3 separate regions of the Sus scrofa genome follow, and regions 1 and 2 are each linked to region 3. The links are chromatin contacts, called in public HiChIP or PLAC-seq and promoter capture Hi-C maps. All regions are on one chromosome and are shown on one strand. Each heading gives the region's core, a stretch centred on a gene start, on an enhancer-like site or on the middle of the called end of the contact. The rest is flanking DNA. Distances are from core to core; before and after follow the strand shown. Region 1 holds the start of BCKDHA (branched chain keto acid dehydrogenase E1, alpha polypeptide). Region 2 holds the start of CYP2A19 (cytochrome P450 2A19). Region 3 holds the start of LOC106510546 (cytochrome P450 2S1).

Region 1 (2,891 bases), core at 150-2,649, 160 kb after region 3:
TGCGATGTAGGCCAGCAGCTACAGCTTCATTTGAACCCCTAGCCTGGGAACCTCCATATGTTGCAAGTGCGGTCCTAAAAAGCAAAAAAAAGAAAAAAGAAAAACAAACAAAAAAAAATCAGTAGTGGTGATTTGCCAGTCTACGAGGTATTTACGCAAAAGAACAGGTTTGCCTCAACCAGGGATAGATGAATCCAGAGTGCATGTGTGGGAGGAACCTAGTCAAGGAGGACTTTTTTTACACGGTGAGATTTCCCCTATTCTGGAGTATTCGTTCTTTTTTTTTTTTTTTTTTTTTTTTGCTCTCTCAGGCCTCACATGGAAGTTCCCAGGCTAGGGATCTAATCAGAGCTACAACTGCCAGCCTACACCACAACCACAGAAACCCCAGATCCGAGCTGTGTCTGCGACCTACACCACAGCTCACAGCAACGCCGGATCCTTAACCCGCTAAGGGAGGCCAGGGATCGAACCCTCATCCTCATGGATCCTAGTCGGGTTCCTTAACTGCTGAGCCACGAAGGGAAGTCCCTGGAGTATTCGTTCTTAAGAGAAGGTCTGCCCCTCTCTCATCCTGAGGCATATTTACCAGAGTGGAGGTATCTTCACCCTTCTATTTGTCTACTGGCATATGCAGTACCATTCACTCCGGCAAGAACTGCATCAGTCCAAGAAGATATTTACCAGCTAACACAATACACTGTACCCGCCCACGAGAACAAATACGACGTGGGTAAATTCTTACCTTGCAGGAAAGAGGCAGAGCCATCGGGCCGGGACAACAAGTTTTGTTCGCAGGCAAAGTGCCGGAGAGTACAGCTGGGGCTCCGAGGGCCAGACTCTGCTCCAGACTCGGGGCGTACCTTGGTTTCAGTCTGCATCGACTCCTCCATCGCCGGGGAGCCCACGTGCAGCAGGGACTGTCGCTTCCGCCCAGAAGCGCGCGCTTGCGTACAGACTGCGTACCCAATGAGCAAGCGCCAACTTGGGTGCGGGGCCCTCCGGGATCCGCGCCCGCACGTGTCTCTGCGTTTACTAACAATCTGGTCCCTCCTACTCCCGCCTAGAGAGTCCAGGAAAGCCATTGGACAGAAGGGAAGAGAGGGCGGGCCTTGGCATGAGCTCGTCCTACCCGAGGCCCCGGGGCCCTGAAACCCTGAAGCCGAGCTCAGTTGCCCTCTGCTTTGCCTGTTAAGAGGAATAACTCCGGTGAAGCGATCGGAGTAATTTGGGGAAATCTGGATTATTTTACCCACCTATATATGTGTCCTAAAGACCGCAGGATTAGTAGCAGGTGGTTTCTTGGCAGAGCGATCCTGGTATTTGAGTCAGGCTCCTGAAGGGGCAGCCCCAGTCTCGCCAAGGAGGGGGACGCTACTCTGAGGTATTAATGGTCAAGATGGCGTTGGCGGTGGCTGTGGCGAGGGTTTGGGAGCGCAGTCAAGGCTTGGGCCAGGCTGGCCTCCTGCTTCTGCGGCGGCTTGGGGCTCGGGGTCTGGCTAGATCTGTGAGTACTGGGGAGGTACCCGAGAAGGTATAGAAATGTTAACTCCTTCTTCAGAGTGTGGCGTCCCTGTAGGGAGTACATGGAGGGCGGTTGAAGGGAGAAGGGCTGCAGAAACATCTTGTAGCGGACCCTCAAGGGAAGAAGTTTCACTTCCTTAGGAGAGGCAAAGCGGGACAGCTTCTTTGTGGACCCTCAGGGAGGAAGACAACGTGGAGAAAGTGAGGGAGGGCGTTTCTTATTAGTTGCCACCAATGCCCCGGGGAGGCCTCTTGGAGGACATGGGGGGAAAGTGTGACCTTTCTCCTCAGGGGTTGGAGAGTGAAATTGCGTTTACAAAGGAAAGATTTTCTTCTTGGGAAAGACTCCCCCTTCCAAGAAGAGAAGAGAGAGCAGATACCCCAGCACAGGCTTTTATAGTGCCTTTTTGCTTCAACTCTGGTTTTTTTTAGTTTGTTTTTTTACTTTTTATTGGGGCATCTGCAGCATATGGAAGTTCCCAGGCTAGGGGTGGAATGGGAACCGCAGCTGGGGGCCAACGCCAGATTCTTAACCCAGTGAGCGGGGCCAGGAGTGGAACCTGCATCCTCATGGACACTATGACCGGTTCCTAACCCACTGAACCACAACAGGAACTCCTGCTCTGATTTTAAAATGAATCGTGTAAAAAAGTCGTTTGATCCTGGGTCCCCTGATGCAGTACCTGGCTGTTGACCTTGTCTGTCTTGATCATTACAAAGGAGATGATTAGTAAGTATTTGTTCAGCTAATGAGGGTGGACGAGGAGGGAGAGAGGTCCAGACAGAGCACTTGTCCACATTGCTTAGGAACACGTAAGAAATGCCTCATTTCTTGTCGCAGGGTCAGCCTTCCTTTAGGTTGATGAGAGCTTTCACAGCAGAAATCTAATTGGGAGCCCCTCTTAAGGGGAAGAGAGGCAGTGGGCTGCAGAAGAGCTGTGGATTGTTTTCACATGTAAGTAGTTAAGAAGGTGTGCTCTGAAGCTAGACCATGTGGGACCAATATCCCTGATCTGCTGTTTTCTAGTTTTTTAGCTTTGGGCAAGGGACTGCTTCTCTCTGGACCTAATCCCCCCCACTCCCACCCCCGCCAGCCAGTAAAATGCTAACAACAGATTGTTGTGAAGAACACAGAAGAGTGCCAAGGACTGGATGTGCCCATGACGAGGGCAGAGTGGATTTTGGCTGCTGTTGAAAGGGGACAGAAACTGACTTTGGAGATGAGGGAAAAGGGCTGGGTTGGTGAGGAAATCTATCAGAACTTTGTGGGGGAGTACCCGTCCTGGTGCAGAGGAAATGAATACTGCTAGTAACCATGAGGTTGCAGGTTCCATCCCTGGCCTCGCTCGGTGGGTTAAGGATCCTGC
Region 2 (2,834 bases), core at 220-2,719, 160 kb before region 3:
GTGACGGGGGCAAGGAGGCCCAGGCCAGGAACCCCCCCCCCCCACCCCAGCCTCCCGGGGCTCCCAGGAGGTAGAAGGGCCGAGAGAGGGAGAGGGAGAAATGTTTGTAGAGCGAGGGGAGGGGGGACAGACGGGGGCGGGGAAAAAGAGACAGAGAGAGACATGCAGCTCCAAGTCGGAGACATGCCCAGAGACACAGAGACCGAGCTGCAAGAGCAGGATCGGGAGAGAGGCCAGACGGAGGCCCAGAAAACCGGGAGGGACAGACACGCCCCCAAGAGGAAGCGACGGAGGGAAGGAGGGGAGGGAGCTCTGTGGAGACGCGGAGATGCGGAGGGTCTGTGGAGATGTGAAGGACCGGACGCCTGAGCTGGAGAAGTGAGAGAAAGGGAGAGGGTCTGGGAGAAGGAGAGACTGTTACCAGGAGGTGGGGGTTTGGGGCTTTTGAGGCGGAGACTAAGGGAGGAGGGGGCGGGAGAGAAACCCGGTGAAGCACGGAGGCTGAGAAGGGCGAGAAGACACGAGGAGATAGGGGACCAGGCTTTCCAAGCAGACCTGCCAAGAGCTTCTAAGAGACCCAGAGAAGGAAGAGACGTGCAGGTGGGGGAGGCCGGGGAGATGGGGCAGAGAGAGGCGGGGAGAAATGGAGACGCAGACTCGAAGGCAAGTGCGAGACAGGCCCAGGCAGCGAAGAAGAGCAGTGGGGATGGAGAGCAGCCAGAGGACAGGTGCGGAGCAGAAGGCTGGGGCCACTGCGGCCACTGAGTCTGCCTGAGCACATCCCCGCCCCCGCCCTGCGGTCCCCCTCACCATAGCCTTTGAAGAGCCAGTCGAAAGTGGCCTGCTCGCCTCGCCCGCTGAATTCCTCAGCCTGGTCCACCAGGGCCTCCTTCACCGCGTCGTATCCACACAGCACCACTATCCGCCGGGGCCCCAGGTGGACGGTGAACACAGGGCCATAGCGCTGGCTGATCTGACGGCGGCGAGTGGGCGTGGTCAGAAGGAGCAGCCCCGCCCCCGAAGCAGCCCTGGGCCCCGGCCTCACATACTGCGGGGGAGGCGTTTCCCCACGGTTGGGACCGTCAAGGAGCTGGACATCCCAGGAAGGGGTCTTTGCTGGCTGGGACCCTGATTCTGACTCTTCAGAACGCGCCTCTGCCACGCTTCGGGTCCAGCATGGTCAGTCCCCCAGTGCAGAGCGCCAGCCAAACCGGGCAGGCCCGCACCCCCATCCCGGGCCACCCATCTCCCTGCCTTGCGACACCTTCATGAGGGAGTTGTACATCTGCTCCGTGTTCAGCTGCAGGTAGTTCCCGATGAAGGGCAGCGGGGTGGGTCCGGGGGGCAGTTTCCCCTGGAGCTTCCTCTGGCGCCAGACGGACATCAAGACCATTATGGTCAGGCAGGTCAGCAGAGCCACGAGAAGCAAGCCTGAGGCCAGCATGGTGGCACTGCGAGGGACGGTCAGTTGGTGATGGGTTGGGATGGGTGCTTTTATACCGCCTGGGAGAGAAGGGCAGACTTTGGTCCTGATTATATAACTGTCTCATTTCACCTCCCAACTACACCCCCTGTGATGCTCCCCGCCTAGCTTGGGACACAGCCAGCCAGGAAGGAGGAGGGGGACCCCAGTTCAGATTAACAGGGAGTGTGCCCTAAGATGGAATTTGTGGTCCCCCAGAAGGGGCTAGTCTTGGCTTTGGACTTTGGAGGGGGCAGTAGATAAGTTACAGAACTGAAGACTTTGGACTAGTTGTTTTGGGGTGAACCCCTGAACTTTGGATTGGGAGTCTCAGAGGGAGAACTGACTCCAAAGTTGTGGATTTTGAGGTCTCAGGAAAGAAGAATTCAAAGACCTGGATTTAAGGGTATTGGAATGAGGCAGGATGTGTGGCTGCAGATTTGGGGATCTTTCAGTGAGAACGGAGGTAGATTCAAGGGTCTTATGCCTGGGGAGGGGATTCTAGAGAATAGATTTGAGGGTGCTGCAGTGAGAAAGGACCAGAGCTGTGGATGAGGGGTTACTGGGAAGAGAGTTCAGCTGGATCAGGGCGTTAGCACCTGACCCCAGATATTGACCTGCTATTATTTTGGACACAGTGCCGCCCCTTGATCCCCGGAATTGTCATTGGAACCTCAAAGCGAGGCCAGGAGGGTGTCACAGAATTGCCCAGGTCTGGTTGGGTAAGCGGTAGAAGACCAGAGCTGCATTTCTGTCCAACCTTTGACAGAACTGGAGAAGAATAACTCATGGTCTCAGCTGGCAGAGGGACTGGCCAGGGCTTGGGGAACAGGACTAACCGCCAGCCTGATACTGAAAAATCCCAACTGTGTCAAGGATCAGAACTCACAGAGGGCCATGCTCCTTCCCTCCCCAGGTCCTTAGGGAAGCCTGCTGGGTTGATGGGACCGTTTCCATCAGCAGCAGCAGCAGCAGCATCACTGTTAGGATCAATGCTTCTCATTTGACGTGTGGGTGTGCTGAGGACAGAAGACAGAGAGTGGGCAAGGGGCACACGTGTGCCCCCTGTCTCTCCTGCTTTGCACTCGCCTTCTGGGGTCGAGTTTTCCCACCATGGAAAGGGAGCATTTGGGAAGAGAAGGTTGTATTTGAGGGGGTGTCAAGTCCCCTTTAGGGGTGATTCCCGGTTTGTCGGGGCTGCTCTTTGCAGGCAGAGGGAGCTATGTTAAGAGAGAAGTGGGTGGACTCCTGTGTCAGGAACTGAGGGGTCCCTGGGATGCTGGAAGTGGGTGCAGAAAGGAGGGGGGTGGCCCTGCTGTCCTCTCCCCACCCCATGTGCTTCCTTTAGAACGATGGTTACCCCGGGAAGCAC
Region 3 (2,753 bases), core at 73-2,572:
AACCCACTGAGCAAGGGCAGGGACCGAACCTGCAACCTCATGATTCCTAGTCGGATTCGTTAACCACTGCGCCACGACGGGAACTCCCTATTTTATTTTTTTAATATTACTCAATGAATTTATTACATTTGTAGTTGTACAATGATCATCACAACCCAGTTTTATAGCATTTCCATCCCAAACCCTCAGTGTATCCCCCCCACCCCCTCAAACCTGTCTCCTTTGGAAAGCATAAGTTTTTCAAAGTCTGTGAGTCAGTATCTGTTCTGCAAAGTTCATTCTGTCCTTTTTTCAGATTCCACATGTCAGTGAAAGCATTTGATGTTGGTGTCTCATTGTCTGACTGACTTCACTTAGCATGATAATTTCTAAGTCCATCCATGTTGCTAAAAATGCCAGTATTTCGTTCCTTTTAATGGCTAATATTCCATCGTGTATATGTACCACATCTTCTTGATCCACTCCTCTGTCAGTGGACATTTAGGTTGTTTCCATGTCTTGGCTATTGCAAATAGTGCTGCAATGAACCTTGGAGTACATGTGTCTTTTCAAGTCATGGCTTTCTCTGGATAGATGCCCAGGAGTGAGATTGCTGGGTCAAATGGTAGTTCTATTTTTAGTTTTCTGAGGAATCTCCATACTGTTTTCCACAGTGGTTGCGCCATTTACATTCCCACCAACAGTGTCATAGGGCTCCTTTTTCTCCACACCCTCTCCAGCACTTATTGTTTGTAGACTTTTTGATGATGGCCATTCTGGCTGGTGTAAGGTGGTACCTCAAAGAGGTTTGATTTGCATTTCTCTAATCATGACTGATGTTGAACATCTTTTCATGTGTTTCTTGGCCATCTGTACGTCTTCTTTGGAGAATTGTCTGTTTAGATCTTCTGCCCTTTTTTTTGGTGGGGGTTGTTTGTTCTTTTGGTATGGAGCAGTAGGAGGTGTTTATAAATTTTAGAGATGAATCCCTTGGTCAATTCATTTGCAAATATTTTTTCCCATTCTGTGGGTTGTCTTCTTGTTTTGTTTAGGGTTTCCTTTGCTGTGCAGAAACTTTTAAGTTTAATTAAGTCCGATCTGTTAATTTTTGTTTTTACCGTCGTGACTCTAAGAGGTGGATCTGAGAAGATGTTGCTGTCATTTACATCAGAGAGTGTTTGGCCTATGTTTTCCTCTAAGCGTTTTATAGTATCTGGTCTTATATCTAGGTCTTTAAGCCATTCTGAGTTTATTTTCGTGCATGATGTGAGGGTGTGTCCCAGTTGCATTGATTTACATGTATCTGTCCACACGCACGTACCCACCCGACAAGCACTCACACGCGAACGCACACCCTGGTAGCAGTGAGCAGGGAGGCAGGAGCTGCGGAGAGCGAGAGGGGTCACAGCCAGGCACTGGGTGTGGCCTCCTGGAGGCGGCCAAGGTCTCCAGCTTCAGGTTCCTCCCTTCTGCCCACGCCCTACCTGCGGCCCAAAAAGCTGTCTCCGCCCCCTCCAACCTGGGTGACCGGGGAGACGACCGCTGGAGCGTGTGTCCCCGACACCAGGCGGCGGCGGCAGTCTGGGGGAAAGAAATCCGGCGGCAGGGAAAGAACCCTGCCCTTAGGCCAGAGGAAAGGCTAGCTGCCCCGCCTCCGTCCGCCAGATTTCGCTTCGCCGTGGAGGGAGCCGCCCGGCACCCGCCCCCAACTGGCCCAGCCTCGTGGAGCGTCTGGGAGCCGCGGAAGCAGCAACCTGCCGAGATGGAGGCGGCAGGCACCTGGGCGCTGCTGCTGGTGCTGGTGCTGCTGCTGCTGCTGGCGCTGGCGCTGCCTGGGATCCGGACCGGAGGCCACCTGCCCCCTGGGCCCGCGCCGCTGCCGCTGCTGGGGAACCTGCTGCAGCTCCGGCCCGGGGCTCTCTACTTGGGACTCATGCGGGTGAGGGGCCGCGCCGCCGCCCTGGCCAGGAAGGAGTGGGGGCGGGTGCCAGGACCAAGAGACCCAGGGGACCCCCAGGAGAGAAAGCAGGCAGAGAGGCCCTTGGGTATCCTGGAGGATGCAGGCAAAGGGTCCCAGGGCAGAGCAGCTGTGGATGCTCCGGGGCGGGGCAGGAGTAGGGGTCCAGGGCTGAGAGGAGGAGTGGGGGGAGTCTTGGGGAGAGAGGATCCTGGGGTGGGGGCTGGGGGCTAGGAGGGGCAGAATTTTGCCTACAGAACCCTGGAGAGAGTTTGAGAGCTAGGAAGCAGGATCCAGAGTGGCAGGGGTCCCGGGTTACAGAGACCAGCAGACTCCTGGCAAGGTTGGGCGTGGAGGGGCCGGGCACCAAAGCTGAGAAAGACAGTCCTCAAGCAGAAGAGAAACTGACGCTGTGATGTGGTGGCTTGTCCCAGCGAGAGAGGGAATACAGGGGAGCCATCCTGAGGAGGGGGGAGAGTGTGTTACCCCCCCCGGGGGGGGGGAGTTGGAGGCAGAGGCTGGAGTTCCAGGAATCTATCTGCAGAGACCTAGGGGGATGTGGGGGGTGGGGCGTGGAGCTGGGTGGAGCTCAGCTGGGAGGAAGCTGGAAGTTCCTGGGACAGAGAAAGGGAAGAACATGAAAGAAGGACCGAAGCCCAATCTTTTGGGATGGGTGGGTGGGAAGAGGCCAGAGATTCCCTGTTCAAAAAGAGTCTGGGGTCTTTCAGAATGTCTCAAGGAGGGTGGCAATCTTGGAAGAAATGGGACCGTGGCTAGGTGGTATCTGCTCCAGAATTTGAAGATTTAGCACGGATTG

Evidence for each region. Promoter capture Hi-C pulls out the DNA fragments that hold promoters and counts their contacts. HiChIP or PLAC-seq counts read pairs in DNA pulled down with a chosen protein or histone mark.
Region 1: a contact with region 3 is called in an H3K27ac HiChIP or PLAC-seq map of alveolar macrophages. The contact joins the promoter of BCKDHA here to the promoter of LOC106510546 in region 3. A contact is called at or near these places in 1 of 47 Hi-C or Micro-C datasets (embryonic fibroblasts) and 1 of 2 datasets of contacts at active chromatin or transcription factors (alveolar macrophages).
Region 2: a promoter capture Hi-C map of liver shows a contact between it and region 3, with 2.7 times the contacts expected there. The contact joins the promoter of CYP2A19 here to the promoter of LOC106510546 in region 3. A contact is called at or near these places in 5 of 5 promoter capture datasets (fetal liver, fetal skeletal muscle, liver and 1 more), 28 of 47 Hi-C or Micro-C datasets (adipose tissue, alveolar macrophages, blood and 16 more) and 2 of 2 datasets of contacts at active chromatin or transcription factors (alveolar macrophages and skeletal muscle).

Annotation. Positions count from the first base shown.
Region 1 is chr6:49,380,811-49,383,701 of Sscrofa11.1, forward strand. BCKDHA (branched chain keto acid dehydrogenase E1, alpha polypeptide) reads left to right here and starts at 1,400. Exons shown (of 9, transcript NM_001123083.1): 1 at 1,400-1,507. The coding sequence starts at 1,400. EXOSC5 (exosome component 5) reads right to left here and starts at 937. Exons shown (of 6, transcript NM_001244661.1): 1 at 746-937. The coding sequence starts at 893.
Region 2 is chr6:49,062,642-49,065,475 of Sscrofa11.1, forward strand. It overlaps CYP2A19 (cytochrome P450 2A19), which reads right to left and starts at 1,470. Exons shown (of 9, transcript NM_214417.1): 1 at 1,265-1,470; 2 at 811-973. The coding sequence starts at 1,444. LOC110260991 (a long non-coding RNA gene) reads left to right here. Exons shown (of 3, transcript XR_002344661.1): 1 at 1-378.
Region 3 is chr6:49,220,039-49,222,791 of Sscrofa11.1, forward strand. It overlaps LOC106510546 (cytochrome P450 2S1), which reads left to right and starts at 1,323. Exons shown (of 9, transcript XM_021094414.1): 1 at 1,323-1,918. The coding sequence starts at 1,742.